Regions from separate parts of the Mus musculus genome. Here all the other regions are linked to region 4. The links are chromatin contacts, called in public HiCAR-type, HiChIP or PLAC-seq and promoter capture Hi-C maps. All regions are on one chromosome and are shown on one strand. The core of a region is the stretch at or near the end of the contact, and the rest is flanking DNA. Distances in the headings are between cores, read along the strand shown. Region 1 holds the start of Pttg1 (pituitary tumor-transforming gene 1). Region 2 holds the start of Irgm1 (immunity-related GTPase family M member 1). Region 3 holds the start of Trim7 (tripartite motif-containing 7). Region 4 holds the start of Adam19 (a disintegrin and metallopeptidase domain 19 (meltrin beta)).

What was found. HiCAR-type assays count read pairs that join an accessible place to other places. HiChIP or PLAC-seq counts read pairs in DNA pulled down with a chosen protein or histone mark. Capture Hi-C pulls out chosen DNA fragments and counts their contacts.
Region 1: a contact with region 4 is called in a promoter capture Hi-C map of adipose tissue. The contact joins the promoter of Pttg1 here to the promoter of Adam19 in region 4. A contact is called at or near these places in 1 of 39 promoter capture datasets (liver), 2 of 115 datasets of contacts at active chromatin or transcription factors (both in embryonic stem cells) and 1 of 9 other capture datasets (adipose tissue).
Region 2: a HiCAR-type map of astrocytes shows a contact between it and region 4, with 6 times the contacts expected there. The contact joins the promoter of Irgm1 here to the promoter of Adam19 in region 4. A contact is called at or near these places in 1 of 39 promoter capture datasets (hippocampal neurons) and 1 of 115 datasets of contacts at active chromatin or transcription factors (astrocytes).
Region 3: a contact with region 4 is called in an H3K4me3 HiChIP or PLAC-seq map of forebrain, with 9 times the contacts expected there. The contact joins the promoter of Trim7 here to the promoter of Adam19 in region 4. A contact is called at or near these places in 3 of 39 promoter capture datasets (cranial neural crest, hippocampal neurons and pre-B cells) and 2 of 115 datasets of contacts at active chromatin or transcription factors (bone marrow-derived dendritic cells and forebrain).

Annotation. Positions count from the first base shown.
Region 1 is chr11:43,424,733-43,427,557 of GRCm38.p6, forward strand. It overlaps Pttg1 (pituitary tumor-transforming gene 1), which reads right to left and starts at 1,519. Exons shown (of 6, transcript NM_001131054.2): 1 at 1,469-1,519; 2 at 851-949; 3 at 1-165. The coding sequence starts at 938.
Region 2 is chr11:48,869,965-48,872,780 of GRCm38.p6, forward strand. It overlaps Irgm1 (immunity-related GTPase family M member 1), which reads right to left and starts at 1,456. Exons shown (of 3, transcript NM_008326.2): 1 at 1,130-1,456.
Region 3 is chr11:48,836,193-48,838,945 of GRCm38.p6, forward strand. It overlaps Trim7 (tripartite motif-containing 7), which reads left to right and starts at 1,279. Exons shown (of 7, transcript NM_001347446.1): 1 at 1,279-1,853; 2 at 2,645-2,740. The coding sequence starts at 1,335.
Region 4 is chr11:46,054,634-46,057,356 of GRCm38.p6, forward strand. It overlaps Adam19 (a disintegrin and metallopeptidase domain 19 (meltrin beta)), which reads left to right and starts at 1,351. Exons shown (of 23, transcript NM_009616.4): 1 at 1,351-1,577. The coding sequence starts at 1,481.

The DNA of each region.
Region 1 (2,825 bases), core at 269-2,768, 2.6 Mb before region 4:
AGGTCGGCTGTTTTGGTTGGAGGGGTTTGCCAGTCTTCATAGGCTTTTCGGCAACTCTGTTGACTGTCCCCAAAGCCTTTCTGCTGGCTTTAGGCACGGCTGGAGCATTGAACACTTTGCCGACTCGAGGCGTTGAAACCTGCAATTTCCCATCTAAGGCCTTGACTGTTGAAAAAGGGATAATCATTAAAAAAAAAAAAAAATCACAGACTCAGTGGGTAAATAAAGGAGCTTTCGGCTAAACCAGACAACCTGAATTCAGTCCCCAGAACCCACACAGTATAAGGAAAACCAATTTCCACAGGTTGTCCTCTGACCTCCACAGGCACACCACGGCATGCGTGTGACCCCACACATACACAAATAAAGGTAATAAATGTATTGCTCTTAAAGATTAGGCCATACAACTTAACTCAATTCTTACACACAAACCTGTGCCTCATTTGGGGCAGTTACTTAGCACTCTAAATAACCTCATTAAGACAATAAGTATGAACATAGGCACCATGGCGCACGCCTTTAATCCCAGAATTTAGGAGTCAGGGGTAAGTGGATCTCCTGAGTTCAAGGCCAGCCTGATCTGCATAGCAAATCCCAGGCCAGTTAAAGCTATGTCTCAAAAAACCGATTTAAGCAGAGCGCCTGGACACGTGACTTAGTAGCATTTGAAAAGCTCCAAGTTCCATTCCCGGCAGTGCATAAGCCAGGCAAGGTGGCCCATGCCTGTAATCACTGCACTGGGCAGGTGGAGTCAAAGGATCAGAAGTTCAAGGCCCCCCTAGGTTACATTGGGAACTGTAGGCTGGGACCATTCACAACACCTGTGTATCTCAAGGCAGGAAATACTTACCACCAGTGCCCAGCTTCAACCCATCCTTAGATGCCAAACGGCGGCCGGGTTCTTCATTATCCTTATCAACAAAGATAAGAGTAGCCATTCTGGATTACTCTAAGGGAGAGACCTGAATATTAGGATATTGGCATTGAGGACGGCTGGAAAAACTACGCAGTAACAGAGACCAAGCTTTACCCAGGGCACCTATGCACAAAAATTTATAAGTAGCTGGAGAAGTCAACAGGCTTAATCCAGATCCTAAATCTGCACGCCAGGGTCATAAAACACTCAACTCTTACAGAAATCAGTTTATGTTGGCACCCATCAAAACTGTCTCCAGCCTACAATCTCTGCTATAAAGAGAAGCCAAGAGGATGCTCAAATTTGGCCTCCTGCTACATAACAAGTTCAAGACCAGCCAGGGCTGCTTGAGATCCTGAAGTGGGGAGGGAAGAAGAAAAGTAAAAACAGCGTTGCTGTGGGTCGAGCACGACAAGAGCGCCTCGGGACGCGGGGCCGAGTGAAGCACACGTCCCGACCCTGCTTCAACCTCCAGTCCCGGGTCTGCCCTCCCCGCCACCCCAAGCTCGCCCAAGACGCCCTCACCCACGACGAGCTCACAGCTAAACTCACCGAAGACTGCGCCACCAACGACCCGGCACACCGCAGTTTAAACTGTAACTCAATTGGTCCCTCCGAGAGGAGGTGGGGCCTACAGCCTGAGAACCAATGGGAGCAACGGAAGTTTTCAGCCACCGCCCAGCTCTCGCGTCTGTCTCCAAAGTATTAAGGAAAACAAAACTAAACAAAACCAAAAAAAAAAAAAAACAAACAAACAAACTAGAATCGTACATTGTCCAAAACTCCTGTGAGAGGCTTTTTGTTTGCCACGACATGGACCTGCGAGAAGGTACTCACCCAATAAACGTCTTGTCCCTTTAAATTTGAAGGGCTTTTTTTTTTTTTTTTTTTTTTTTTTTGGAAACAGGTTTTCACAGGACTCAGACTGTCCTTGAACTGTGCAATGGATGGTGAATGACAATCACTTTTAACTCCTGAGACTGCTTCCGGTCTTCCAAGGACTAGATTAGTGGCTGTGCCACTGCTCCAGGCTCACTTTTATGGTTTTGGCTTCTTTGAAAAAGTCTCTTACTACCCAGTTCAGGCTTTTCGGAAACTCACTAGCCCAGGCCTGCTTCTGACTCAAGATTCTCCTGCCTCAGAGCTCAGATCAGAGTAGCCAGAGTGTAATCTCTAGGGGAACAGGCCTGCGCAGTAGATACTGGAGTTTGGAGAAGACTAAAAAGGAATAAGTAGTAGAAGAGACCAACATGTACATAAAAACTTAACTGAAGAAGCCAAGAGGTTTAATCCAGACCTTAAATCTTCAAGTCAAAGTCAGAGGCACTAATCTACTGAGAAGATGGTTTGGGTCTTGGATCGGCCCCCACCAAAACCTATCCAAGACTGGAGAGATTCCTGGGCAGTTACAAGCACTTACTGATCTTGAAGAAGACCCTGGCTGTCCTGGGAATCACTATGTAGACCAGGATGGCCTGGAACTTAAGACATCTGCCTGCCTTTGCCTCTTAAGTAGTAGTTAATCTCTGCTTATTTTTAGAACTTGTGGAAATTTGGCAGGTTTGAAGACAAAGAATGGAGATTATTCAAGAGCCCAGGACTTCCCATTGAAATAAGCATTGTTAATAATAACATTGGAGCCTCCCCCTGCACACTTTCTGCTATGTGTGTGATTATATTTAATTAACATAAAAGTTCCTTAGTCTCCTTTGTGTGTTCCTGAAAACATTCTAAAGTTCCATGATTGATACTGGGATACTTGTACTAGGAATTTCACCCACCCCACCCCACCCCCTCCTGCTGGACAGACCCTTTCTACAAAGGTTGTGACAGCTTGTAAAGTCCTCAGCTCTATGGAGCCACAGGAGATGCTGATGTGTGACTGGTGAGTGGTAGATCAAGAAAGCTT
Region 2 (2,816 bases), core at 206-2,705, 2.8 Mb after region 4:
TCAGGAGGGCTGCTGAAGTCCATACATTACAAGCAGACTGGGAAAGGGCATGGATAACTGTATGAAGCTGCAGGATCCTCCAGGAGCCACACAGGAATGTTGGTGTGGACAGCCTTGGGATACCGTGCCTCAGAACTCCAACCCAGTATTTACAAAGAGCCCTTAGAATTCTTTCTGGGATTCAAGTGACCCTCCACTTCCTTTTTTGAGGATCATGACCAGATTATACTCCTATTTCACCTCTCTGCACAGGGGCGAAGATCCCCAAAGAAGAATATAGATCCTTGTGGCTGTCAATCTGGGAAAGAGGATGAGACCCGTGAGGAAATGTCTTTCGAGTCTCGCAACCGACACAGAACGGAGAGCATGCTCGCACACACTTGCCCATAGCTGCATGAAAGGTAGCAGGGACCACACAATTCCCTCTGATATTTATTTATCTTTGGAAAGTGTGATAAACTTGCTCACGGTGAATGGGGACAGTACTGAACCCACATGCTCTGGGAAGATGGTATTTGAAAAGCTCCCATCTCATTAACTATAAACTTACAGACTAGTGAAGGAGGTGGTTCCTTAAACAGAGACACTTTCTCCAATGCAAATAAAACATTTTAATGGAGTCAGACAAAAAGGTCACTATGATACCTTATACTCAAAACCTACTCTGAGATTCCTATTCCATGGGTAGTCCAGATAAGAAACAAACCTCCCCCCCCCCCTATTTTTTTCATGTATCCTAGATATTGCCTGTGGTCCATTCTAATCCTGGGCGTTTATTTTGTGGAGCTATGAAGAGACGCTATCTTAAATTCCAAGAGAATATGGGTTGGCACGCTCTGCCCTCCTTCAAATTTAGCCAGCATTAGAAGAACCACAAGGCCAGAAATAAGGTGAGGTACGCATTTGCCTCCAGGCTGGTGGTTTAGATATATCTGAACAGCAAAGATACAGCAGGGCTGTGTGGTACTAGACAGTCAAAGTGAGGCTCTGCTGTGGACACTGCCTGAGCAAAAGAAACCAGACCCCAAGGTCACATGACCTGTTTTCACGGTTTTACCGTTCATATTATATTGGGGGATTCATATTAGATTGGGGGTGGCCAAGCTACATTTAAGAGACTTTTACTTACCTGATCCAGAGGAGTTATTATGTGTGATTCGATGTTAGTGGCCTTCCTGGAACGTCACCCCTTTCTTCCTAGGACAAAAACGTTGCTGTCCTCCGGCAGAAGTTCCCTATGTAGAGATCCAAAACTGGAATATAGACCCGGATGTTGAGAGATGAGATGCAGAGGTCTGGAGTCCTTCTGAGAGGAGACGAACCAAGAGGAGGTCTGATCGCGTGGATTTTCTTTCAGCTTCTGGTCTTCGAGCAGACCTTGCTTTTTGTCCTGCACTTTCTAGACCGGAGATATGCCTGCCTGGGCCCAGCGGGGGAGCGGGGGGGGGACGGACTCGAATTGAGAATCAGTTTCGGTTTCTATTTCTTGAAACAGGCTAGTTTTCAGGATTAGGCTGGGCGGGCTGCATAGTAGTCTTCAAAGAGGAGCAGAACCCTGCTGTGCTGACTCACCGTCAACAGGGGTCGGGATGAGGGATTGGAGGTGGTGGTGGAAGTGGAGGGTGGGGGCGTTGGGGTTGGAGTTGTGTCTGTTTAGGGACTTTAACAGCCAGCCCCGCGTCAGACCTTCCAGTGTCTGAACCTGCTACTTCTTTCCGTGGATACCACCTGTGGAGATGCTGGCCCTGGGCAATGCTAACCTCCAGACCCAGCAACCTCAGGCCACCCCGAGCTTGGAGGCTGCACTGAGACCTTGTTCTGTATGATCGTTTACCCCGTTTGCCGGCTCACTTGATTAATCACACCTCTCTATATAAAGGAGAATGTCAGAGCACCAGGGAGTCGAGAATCGGGTTCTTGTCCTCGTTAGTGTTTGAGAGGGAAGAGGGTATGAGCTGAGAGGGGACATACTTCATTTTCCTCAGATCTAGGAGGTAGATTATTAGAGAGTAAACGCAGGGGCTGGACGCTTTGACCATGGCATAGAAGCACTGACCCCTGTGTAACGTTTTCATGAAGAAAAACAGAATTTTTTTTTTTTAAAGCAACCGGCCACGGTCACAGTGACAGAGGGGGCAGCGAAGAGGAGCCAAGTAGCTTTCAGAGTGTCGGGCGGCTGTTATTCTCTCTGCTGCTCTTCTGTACCTACCGGTGAGTTCTTACTGCACAGCAAAGAGGGGCAGAGCTGAGCCTGTTCCATAGTCACTGCGAGAGGGAGACAGATTGGGCCAGGAGGAATGAGGCGGCTCCTCACACAGGCACTAACCAGTGTTCCAAACTCTACTTCTGCCCATTACAGGCTCAGTATTGCCCAGAGGTTTGGGCAATGTGATCCTCTGGTCACAAGGAGCCCTTTGTCACCCCTCCAAGTGACCAGTAATGTGATCCTCTACCGGCGCTGGTGGCTTTCTCTTTCTCCTTACCGGAAAAGACTGAGTTGCTGAGAAGAGGAACAAGTGTGAGCTGTTGTTTAATGAACTGGAGGCCTTGAGTGATAGCCAGGATCTGTCCTTGTTTGATTCCTCTAAGCCCTCAGCTTCTCCTCAAAGCCTGAGGAGAAAGCAGGCTAGTTTCAATGTCTGTCTTTGAGAGACTGGACAATCTGTATGTCCTGCTTTCTTTATGTGATTTCTATAAGAACAAACAGGAACAGGTCTGAGCACAGTACAGGAAGGCCAGGAAGAGAGTTTCTGGAACCTTCTGTCTCAGTGAGCCAGCATTTCAACTCAGCACTTTGTGTTTCCCCAGGGCCAGGG
Region 3 (2,753 bases), core at 29-2,528, 2.8 Mb after region 4:
ACCGAAGGTCCTCGATGTCATGACTCTGAGTTCTTGGTGAACCAGAAGAGCCTTAGCTCACCATCAGTTGTCCTGTGCCTGAAACCGGTGGCCATTCTTTAGTCCAGGGATTCACTTGTTTCTTCAACTGACCTAATAATGTTCCTTATCTTCAAAATAATTGTAGGTGAGTTTGCAGAAAATTTAAAACGTCCCATGGTGGAAGAGGAGAGTCAAGCAAGAGCCTTGAGGTTATTATGAAGACTTCAACTTCTTTCCTGGGAGTTAGCAGCCACTCACTGGTGGGGTTTGAGCAGAGGGCTCTGATGGATACTGTGGAGACATGGGCTCTGAAAGGGTTCTCTAAAGTTAAAAAAATTTTTTAAAAATGGAAGCGATTGTAGAGTGTGGTGACTGAGGCCGGGGGATTGAACCAGGGCAAGGAGCCGAGTGGGGGACTCTAGAACCCAAGAAGAAAGTAGGAGGTCATAGACCGGAGAGAAATGGAGGTGGTAGCATCCCGAGTGGCGAGGAGAAAATGCTGTGAGGAAGGACAGACACACCAGAGAGGTGAGGTTTGCAACTCTCGGTTAGAATTGGGCGAGTGGATAGAGACATTGACAAGAGAGGTTTTGAGAGAGGCAGAGAAAGAAGCTTGACCCAAGTGGCCTCCAGAATGAAAGGATAGAAAAACTACTCCAAAAACAAAAACAAAACGGTCCCTGGAACCCAGCTGTATACCAGCTGGGGAGAGACAGAGGGATTTGGGGTAGGTGTGGATTCTGAATGAAATGAGGGTAAATGGCTGTATTACTTGTTCAAAATTAAAGGGATAACTGTAAGAGATGATGTAGTTACAAAAGTGGACAAAAGGCCACGCTTGGGATGAGGAGGTAGAGCCAAATTCCAGACCCTAAGTTTAGCTCAGCGCAGTGCCAGGATGAGTCGGTATGCGGGGAACCAGACACCTTGTCCCGGGAGCCAGGCCTTTGCCCCTGTAGGGCAGGGTCAGCCTAGGTCAGCTACTGGGAGTGGAGCCCAGCTGGCCTTGCGCGCTCACCTGTCCCCGACAGTTCCCTACTGCTGACTGGGCCATACTGGGCGGCCTAGAAAGGCGGTGGAAGGGGGGTCGACAAAAGGGAGATCGGGGCTAGGGTGGTGGCTTTGGGAACCCAGAGAAAGGGCAGCACCTGCCTCCATTCTCAGCTGGGTGCACCCTCGGCTCACGTCTCAGCTTGCCCGCTGCCGGCCCCGCCCCTCCTCGCCCAGTGGGTACTCGGAGCTCAGCCCAGCTTGGACAGTAGCATCCAGGGACCTCCCCAAAGCCACAAGACTCGAATGTACTAAGGACACGGATGGCGACTGTGGGGCCGCGGACCGGGCCGAACGCAGGAGCCGAGGCGCTGGCCCTAGCGGCAGAGCTCCAAGGCGAGGCGACGTGCTCCATCTGCCTAGAGTTTTTCCGGGAGCCGGTGTCAGTCGAATGCGGCCACAGCTTCTGCCGAGCCTGTATTATGCGCTGCTGGGAGCGTCCCGGAGCTGGGACCGGCACGGCGACCCGCACGCTGCCCTGCCCACTGCCCTGTCCTCAGTGCCGCGAGCCCGCGCGCCCCAGCCAGCTGCGACCCAATCGACAGCTGGCCGCGGTGGCCTCGCTCCTTCGGCGCTTCAGCCTGCCCCCCACCGCCCCCGGGGAGCGCGGGACTCCAGCGGTGCCTGCCCGGGCGGCGGCTGCGCGGTGCTCCCAACACGGAGAGCAACTTAAGCTCTACTGCCAAGACGACGGCCGCGCCATTTGCGTGGTGTGCGACCGCGCCCGCGAGCACCGTTCGCACGCCGTGCTGCCGCTGGAGGAGGCGGTGCAGGAGGCCAAGGTGGGTGCAGGATGTCCCGGAGCCCTGGCTCTGCTCCAGCCCTCCCAGCTCTCCTTGCGGACTGCAGGCAGGGTCCTACAGAAAAGCCCCGGTCTCCTTTTTCTCTTTCTAAAACTGTTTTCCCCTCATCTCTTCTCGTCCCTCAGAGCCCGATGCCTGGAGGCCTGGAAGATGGCCCCAGGGACTTGAAATCTTGTCTGTCCCCAACCGCTAATGTAACTCTGCCCAGGAGAAATTCTGTTTGTCACGCCCACATATCCACTGCCACACTCCTACTGCGTTCCCAGGGGCGTGGCACTACACAAAGTACCAAGTTCAAAGAGGAAGAACACAGAATAGCGTCCTGGGTTAGGTGGTCTGTCTGAAGGGCTGTGAAGCCCATTGGTTCTGGGCATCTTCCCTTTTAGTCTGTCCCTCGATAGGCTGCGGCACAAGAGGCGTGTGCAGCTCCCAGTCTCTGCTGCCCTGTTGTGCTCCAGCCTTCCTACAGGATGAGAGGAGAGCTGAAGATAAGATAGACCGAACCAAGGTGGGAGTCTCGATTCTCACCGCAGACCACGTGATTGATGCCCTTGAGGAAGTGAGACTCCCGGACCTTTGGAGTTCCCCTGCATTTGTTCTGCACCAATAGGCTTAGTCTGCAAGTCTCTGTTCACCCCATAGCCAGAGATGGTATCTATCCAGTCTCCTGCTCCTGAGAGCAGAATCTTGGCTTTCTCCTGGATGGTTCTAGGAAAGTACACGAGAGGGTATCCAGAATTTTCTGACCACGTGTCTTCCTTCTACCACAGGAGTTGCTGGATTCCAGGCTGAGGGCCTTGAAGAAGGTACTGGAAGACTATGAAGCGTTCCGGTCAACAGAGGAGAGGGAGAGCAAGGAGCTTCTAGTGAGTCCAAGTG
Region 4 (2,723 bases), core at 101-2,600:
GGGGATGGGGAAAGGAACTGACAAATGTAGGTGCGAGACTCCCCTTCCAGAGCCTCCTCTCCCTTGGAGTTTTGCTAACCAACCCTATACAGATTATTTCTGGCTATCTCTTTTTTCTGTTCTTCATTCATCAACTAAGGCATGTTGCACCAGGCTTTGTAATAGCAAATATACAGACTCTAAGTGAAACCCAGACATTAGCTTTGTGACCTTTGGTGAGGGGACTTAATGCTTTTCTGGTTTGATTCCCCTCCCCCAGAGGGGAGATAGAGATGAAGCCAATACCTACCCCCTCCAGATGGTCGCCTAATTATCACTGTTATTCTACACTGTGTCAATGGAGTCCAGATTAGCCTCAAATTCACCACGTAGCAGAGATTAACCTTGAACTTTGGATCCTCCAGCCTCTGCCCCATAAGTGCTGGGATCACAGTGGTGCACCACACTCCTGGAATTACGAGGTCCTGGGGATGGAACCCAGGGCTTCATGAGTGCATGACAAGCATTCCACCAGCTGAGACACATTTCCAGTCCACAGCGGACTCATGACAAGATCAACTATCAGAGGCCCTAGCACGTACGGAATGTCAATAAAAGCTAAGTCCTAAGTGTCTGCTACTGTAATTTTCTTAGTGATAGCCATCATTTGTGGGCTTCATCTTCCATTGCATCCTAAACCCTAACCATCCCAAATTCTGCTCTCTCCTGTCCCCAACCTATACAGCCCAAGGCTTCCCTCCTTCTCTGTAATCCTGTCTAGACTGTTTCTTGGGCTTGGTGTTCTGTTTCTGGAGTACAGAAGCCCTGTCCTCTGGGATGCTGGATCTGCAACCCCACCCCCTCCACCCCCCACCTCCCGTGTCAGAAGGCCTGGACTAAAGGCCCAGATTGGAGTCCCGATAGGAAAACAAGTTCTTTTAGCACTCATTTCAGTCCCTTGGAATTAACTCTTTCACAGCCTGACTCCAAGAGTAGTCAATCCTGGAAGGTAGAGCTACAAAGAGTTGTCTTGGTCACCCAAAGTACTTAGCATAAAGCGGGATAGAGTAAACTAGCTACAGTGGGGCAGAAGTGTGTGTGTGTGTGTGTGTGTGTGTGTGTGTGTGTGTGTGTGTGTGTGTTTAACACTTTCAACCCCAGTCCTGTAATCTCCCAGGCCTCAAGAATGGTTGATTACTTCAGAAATTCGGATCATCCCTTCCCCTGGGTGTCCTTCACCTGAGTCAGCGATGCTCCCGGGGGGCTTCCCTCGCTCCTCCCACTGCTGTCCCTCCAGCCACCACCAACCCCCTCCTCCGCGTGGCGCCTCCCCTCCTCCCATTCCAGGCAGAGCCCTGAGGGGCTAGGGGCGGAGCGTCTGGGATGTGGGCTGGGTGGCTTTTAGGCCGGCGTTTGCTTGAAAACCTCCGCCGCCGCTAGGCCGGGGGCAGGCAATGGCAGGGGATGTGTGATTGCGGACAGTGAGAGGGCCGTTGCTATCATGCCCGGGCGCGCGGGCGTCGCCCGGTTCTGCTTGCTGGCTCTCGCTCTGCAGCTACATTGGCCGCTGGCGGCGTGCGAGCCGGGATGGACCACAAGTAAGTGGCAGCGCGCAGATGGGTTCTGAGGCGACTAGGGGTGGTGGTGATGACTGAGGGTCTGAGAGTCGCTCTTGCATGCCGGCAGCTCCATGACCGCTATCCCTGCGGACTCCGCCACTCCCCGGGTGTGAGTATCGCCACCCCCAAGCCTAGGAGCCCAGGCTTTGTTCTCTTGTGGTGAGCCACGGGAGGTCGTGGAGCTAGTGCGCTCACTGCAATCAGAAAGCAGTAAGTCTCTCTCTCTCTCTCTCTCTCTCTCTCTCTCTCTCTTTGCTTGCCTTCCTTTCTTCATCTCCCCGTGTTTTCTTACTTTGGGCTTCTCTTTCCGCTGCTCTTCCTATCTTTGCTGTTTTTCTTGAGGTTGCTCGTCTCCGCTCTGCCTCTCTCTCATCGCTATTTTGCGCCCGCTGCTCTAGCAACCCCAGAGCATCCCCAGAGGAGCACCCCAAGCATCCTATCCCGAATCGGCGAGGGAACCACTCCCTGGATCTTGCTGGGGGCGGGGGGGTGGTGGTGTCAAAAGCATACCAGTGGGATAGAAAATCAAAGGTTTCCGAGAGATTAGGGTAGGGTGGTTTACTGGTTATCTCTGCCTGTACACTTAGCATCTCTGAAAGACCATAAAAGAACCATGCGCACCCATTATGCAGATCGTAAGCTGAAGTTCACTAACAAAAACCCAGGTGTGTATAAGTACGCCCCACATTGAAGATCTGATACTGGAAACCGGAGCTTTCTTTCCACCTCACCCAATGCCTATCTCCTCTTGGCCTCAGTTTTCATGTGAAGAAAATGGAATGGGCTCCACGCTTCCAGTTTGGACGCTGGATAATGCCTATTTCTCACAACTGTTTTCCCAGGCACCGCTCCCTCCCGGGCCGCATCCCTCAGAGGTTCTCATAGGATTTCGCGGAAGGGACGGTCCCGGAGGGGCAATGCCTGGCTTCTGTCATCTTGACCCGGGAGAGCTTATTTAGCCTTAGCTCTGAGGCAGCTGGAGAGCTGGGCTGACTCCAGACGGTCGCGGGTGCTTGCTGTACCAACCGTCAGCGTTTTTAAATCAAGCTAACGACGCCCTAGTGTACGGGCTGGGCAGGCTGCAGCCCCCGCCCCATCCCTGCAAGAACCTGACCCGAGGGTTTC